Linked DNA regions of Sus scrofa: region 2 is linked to region 1. The links are chromatin contacts, called in public Hi-C maps. All regions are on one chromosome and are shown on one strand. The core of a region is the stretch at or near the end of the contact, and the rest is flanking DNA. Distances in the headings are between cores, read along the strand shown. Region 1 overlaps UCK2 (uridine-cytidine kinase 2). Region 2 holds the start of UCK2 (uridine-cytidine kinase 2).

The links. Hi-C and Micro-C count contacts between places; a contact is called where the count stands out from the background.
Region 2: a contact with region 1 is called in a Hi-C map of skeletal muscle, with 4 times the contacts expected there. The contact joins the promoter of UCK2 here to the enhancer-like site in region 1. A contact is called at or near these places in 7 of 47 Hi-C or Micro-C datasets (embryonic fibroblasts, fetal heart ventricle, fibroblasts and 2 more) and 1 of 2 datasets of contacts at active chromatin or transcription factors (skeletal muscle).

The regions. Positions count from the first base shown.
Region 1 is chr4:84,847,075-84,849,806 of Sscrofa11.1, forward strand. All of the region lies in intron 4 of UCK2 (uridine-cytidine kinase 2), which reads right to left. Among named protein-coding and RNA genes, the nearest start is that of UCK2, 71 kb to the right of the region's middle. Within about 2 kb of position 1,352, at least 26 of the 83 cell types and tissues checked have an H3K27ac peak or open chromatin away from gene starts, as enhancers often do. A contact at or near this core is called in skeletal muscle and subcutaneous adipose tissue, where this site is marked.
Region 2 is chr4:84,917,859-84,920,590 of Sscrofa11.1, forward strand. UCK2 (uridine-cytidine kinase 2) reads right to left here and starts at 1,373. Exons shown (of 7, transcript XM_021089486.1): 1 at 918-1,373. The coding sequence starts at 1,016.

The sequences.
Region 1 (2,732 bases), core at 102-2,601:
CTTTCTGCTGATGTGCCACCTTTTCCTGCCAGGCTCCCACCCACATTCAAGCCCCTATGGGGGCTGGAAGGTAGACAGAGGGATCCGGCTGTGGTCCATCATTCCTGTCCACCTCAAGCACAGAGGTTTGCAAAGAGAACACCACTCAGGGAAAGATGAGAAAACCATGGTATAAGACAGACACTGGGCCAGAGCTGTGAAGGAGCCCAGATGGACCCAAACTCACCCTCCTCTACAGTCTTCCTCCTGGGGGGTGTTCTTCAGGGACTTACATCAAACACTGCTTGGGGGAGGGGGGGACCCACATCTGCGGCATAAAGAAGTTCCTGGGGCCAGAGATCAAATCCAAGCTGCAGCCACGACCTATACCATAGCTCACAGCAGTGCTGGGTCCTGGACCCACCGAGCGAGGCCAGGGATCAAACCCACATTCTCAGGGATACTAGCTGGATTCGTTTCCACTGCACCACAATAGGAACTCCAACACCAGATCCTTAACTCACTGTGCTGGGCCAGGAATCAAAACTGCGGCCGCTACAAAGACAATGCCAGATCCTTAACCCACAGCACCACAGTGGGAACTCCCATCAAGCACTGCTTTTAATAGGACCTTTTGTCAAAAATGGAAAAGGATCTGGAGTCCTGATTTGGCCACTGTTTACTAACTTTCCTGGGACTGAGTTTCCCCCAAACTCAGCAGTGAGTTTGACTTCTCCAATCAAAACAGCTCCTCCCTACAAATGTTTTTCACTCTTGGCTGTTAAATCTTTCCCTCCCACTCCCAGAGGGTATCAAATCCATCTACAATCACTTATGATGGCCCCTCTGCTCCTGTGTATCATTTCTCAGGTAAAAGTTTCCGTGTGGGATGCAATTTGCTGTAAACAAACATAGGGAATACTTATGAGTGATTTCTGGAAAGCCACGTCTAAATAGCCCTGTGTTTGCATACAGGCACGCACAGAGGAACGCATGCACGTGGGCAGGGGCAGGAAAGAGGAAGAGTCTGCGGTTAGGATCCAAGCCAGCGTGAAGCCTGTAAGAGCAGATGGTTGGAAAACTGTCAGGAAGACCCCGCTGCCGAGAGAGAGCTGGCTAATACAATGCCGCCGCCGCCAGACTTCTCAACCAGCTCCTCAATTCATAGGGAGTTTTTCCCCCGTGAGCCCTGGCAATAAAGTGGTTGGTCCCTAATTCGTCAGGATTTGCCTCAAACCCTGCCGGCTGTGCACACAGGCCAGCCAGGAAATGGTCTTCTCGGGCATTTGGACACGGGGCCCTGCTGCTGCGGCCGCCGCTGTCTGCCAGGGATGCTCGGCCAAGGAGGAGCCCTGAGAGCTGCCACGTGGCTCAACCCAACAAGCCTCGGAGCGTGGGCACGCGGGCCAACAAGCTCAGCTCGCCAAAACACACAGTCCATGTAGCCTCCAGCTCTTCACACATTTCCAGATAAAGTCCAAAGAAAAAAGGAAGCCAGACCAAAAGGGTATCAGAGCTGGGGAAAAAGCAAACAAGCGCCTGTGCGCGCAGGCAGCTTTGACTCAAAAGCCCTGCAAAAAAAGCCTGGTGCCAGGTTCGTTTCACATATCTCACACACCTGCTGGCAGCTTCAGGATCATGGGACCCTCCGCCCTTCCCCCAGGGGACACACACACACACACACACACACACACACACACACACACATCTTTTGCACAGCTCTGCCACTACCCTCAGCCCAGGCCTGCAGCTCTCCTGTGCCTTGCAGATCCAAGTCACCTGTCACATGTCACATCACAGAAGCGGGGAACAGGCCAGGGAGAAAGCAGGTAGAGCAGGTAAGTCACACCTGCGTCTGCTCTGAAACCCAAAGCCCCTTCTGGCCCCACCATCTAGAGTGACCGGGGTAAAAAGGACCCGATTTGAATCCTGACCCCATTACCTACTACCTCTGTGGCCTAAGACAATTTACTTAACCTCTTTCAATCTCATTTTCCTTAACTGTAAAGCAGAGACCATAAGAGCAAGTTTCTCACAAAGCTGCCACTCAGGAAGACAGAGATTTACACAAAACTCTTCAGCACTGTGGCTGGCACAGGGTGTGTTCAATAAAGCCGATTTTTTAGAACAGACCATTAGAAAGGAGGACAGGAACTGTGAACTCAGGTGAGCAGGCTGGACCTAGGTAGTGGGGGGAGGGGAAGAGTCTGACAGGGCAGCTGGGAAGGTAGGGGTGGGGCAGGGTGGGGAGGGACAAACAGGGACGACAGGGAGGAGGCATCCTGCAGCTTCTACCCTGGAAAAGGAGCCGGAAAGTGAGTCAGAATGTTGCCCAGAAATTAGGAACACGCAAAACCAGAAGACATTGCCCGCCTCGGCTCCCAAGAGCCTTCCAGCAAGATATCACCTTAAACAGATCAGGACCCCTCCCTGAGCCAAGGACAACTCGGGGCCAGCCAGTTCACTGCACTGAAATATCCTCCTGCTCAGAGTCAGGAAACAGGGCCAGCCAACGGCTGAGTCAGAACAAGGTCTTGGCACAAACCGGAAACTCCAGGGACGCAAAATCGGCTCCCTCATCATCACCCTGACCCCTGGCTGGGCCAGGACAGGCGCTCTCAGAGGGCCTTGTGGGGGTAAAGGTCAGGGGCCTTCAGGTCTACCCTTCCCTGCCCGGCTGCCACTCAGCCCTTCCAACAAAACAGCTAGTGCTGCTTCTGGCAGCCAAAGCCAAGAACCAAATGTAGGAGGAC
Region 2 (2,732 bases), core at 123-2,622, 71 kb after region 1:
GAGCAAAGAAAGAAACATCTGGGAGGACTCCACCCTTCACCTGCAGAAAAAGCCGGGGGTAATTTAAAAGCGTTTCCCTAGTCTCTTCTTTGCCTAGCTGAAAAAACAAAGAAAGCAGGCTTCTCGACAAGTCAGACACCCAGAGGACGACCTCTTCCGTGGATCCAAGACGCGTACGCCCCACATATCGAAGAGCACGTAGCCAGCACAACTTTCTCATTCAAGCCGACAGCGTTTCCTCTCATAACCAAAAAAAAAAAAAAAAATAGAGAGAAAGAGAGAGAAGCCCCGACTATTATCATTTCATTGATGTCACCTCGCCTATTTGTCTTTCAGGATTGTGTCTGGAAACCCCTGCAATCCCCAGCCCCGTGTCCAGCCCAAGTGGGGCTCCCCTTCCCTGGGACGCCGCCTCGCGGGCTCCCGCAGCCCTCCCGGTCGGGCTACCCGGCTCGCTCCGCCCTTGGCACCGGGGCGACACATCAAAGTCAGGCCAAGGGAAGATGTGTGTCTCGGGGTTCTTAGAGAACCCTGCTTTTAAGGGTCTCCCATGTCGTACTCGCAAAACAATAAGATCTGCTTTCTCCGCCCCTCCCCCATTAGGACCCTGGCCACGAGTTACCACCGCAGGGTAAAAGAACAAGAGGTTGCGCGCCAGCCCCGTGCTCGGTGGCAAGGGTACCCCTGGAACCTCAGATGGCCCGAGTCCCCACCCGCCCGTCCCCCGACGCGGCGCCCGGAATCCGCGCGGTTAAGACCCAGCGCTGGAGTGCCGCCAGGAGCGGAGGCGCGCGGGCCACGCGGTGGCTGCAGCAACTGACACGGCCCGCGGCCGCCGGCCACATGCGCCGCCGCCGCCGGGCCCAGGCCTGGGACGGGGAGGGGGAAGGGAAGAGAGCACCGGGGCCTCGCCATACCTTGCCGCTGGCCGTGCCTCCGCTGACGCCGATCAGGAAGGGTTCGCCGCCGTTGGGCTGCTGGTGGTTCTGCAGGGTCTGCTCGCTGTCCCCGGCCATGGCTCGCGCCGCCCCTCCTCCCGCTGCCTGTGCGAACGGACGCACGCTCCCCGCCCGCGCCCGCGCAGGGCTCCCTCCGCTTCCCGCAGCAGCCGCTGGGCGCTGCCCAGGTCTAGGCTGCCGCTGCTCCTTGCACGCTGGTCGGAGCCGGCTGCTGAGGTTTGGGTCTGGCTTTCCCGAAGGAGTCGAGAGTCTTCCTCTGCCCGCAGCGGCCGGCTGGGTTTACATCCCAGGCAGAGGTCAGCGTGATGCTGCTGCTCCAATCCGGGCGGGCAGCGCACTGCTATTCGCCGAGCAAAGGCGGCGAGGCGTCTGGCCCCAGCCTCCGCCCCTCCCGGGCCCCGCCGCAGCCCGAGGTCTCTGGGAAAGGTGTGAGCCCGACCCTCCTCCCCACCCTCCGGGTTAACCCTTTCCCCGACGACGACCTGCGGTAGATTAAGGGAAAAGAAAGGAACCTGCGTTTTGAGTATGCTACCACCACCTACTTCAAAAGGGATGCGAAGCTAAGAGGGCAGATGAAATAATGGAGGGAATGCCCCAGGTTTGAGAAGCAAAATTAGAGCAAGCTTGGGCGATTAAGATGAAAGAAAGTGTTAACGTCATTTACTCTTTATCCAGGCTAGAAACTTGTGTTCCGAAAATGAGTTTTTACCCCTCCAAAACAGTATGTCAGCCGTTGGCTTTAAATATTTCCTCTCTTGAAAACCCCCAAACACCATCCCCCTTAACCGGCGATTCTCTGGAGTCCTTCTTCCTAGGGAAGGGTAATTTGAAGGGCTCATCTGAGGGGCACCCTTGCCTCCTGCCATCAACGCCTTTTCTAAACATAGTTTGAAATCCCAAACACTGAAGTTCCTCTGTAGGTAGAGCTTGTGGAATCATTAAAATAATACTTAATGCCATGTGGACTTATTAATACCTTTAATTGAACTGGTTTTTTTCGGAGATGGGCAATTAGGCACTTGGTTACAAAGGCAGCAACTGCTGATGACTCAAGAGGAGCGCTGCCTCTGGAGCCAGATTTCTGCATTTCACAGGCAGTTCCCTGAGCAAGTTGCTTAATCTCCCTTGGTCAGTATTCTCATCTGTTAAATGGGAATAACAATGGCAATTACGTGCTAGGATTGTTGTTTTAAGTCAATTATCACATTTAAAGTACTTAAAATAGGAGTTCCCTTATGGCTCAGTGGGTTAAGGATCCATCCTTGTCACTGCTGTGGCTTGGATAGCTGCTGTGACGGGGTTAGATCCCTGGCTCAGGAATTTCAGCCAAAAAAATTAAAAGTGAAGTATTTAAGCTAGCACCTGGCAAAGGTACAAGACCCTGTGTAAGTGTTCTCTGAGAAGAGGCTCCTAAAGGGCTGAAATTGGAAAAGGAATCTATGTTGGGACACAGGGTAGAGAGGGAGAACCAGACTAGTAACTTCCAGTCTCTGCCCTTGTGAACCTCGGACTGGTATCAGTCCGCATGGAGGGGGGGGAGGCGGTGACCCTACAGTCTAAAGAACTTCAGTCTGTCACATTCTCTCTCAAAACTTGATATATTACCCTAAATTCAGCATTATTTCAAAAAAAATACTAAAGAAAATTAAGAGTATTAGAAATAAAGTGTTGTTTTCACCTTTGAAGTATTTCAAGTTACCATCCGAAGCCAAACTCTACAGAAGCTCAGACAGGAAACTAGGATGAAGAGAGCCGCTACCTGGTACCCAGAGG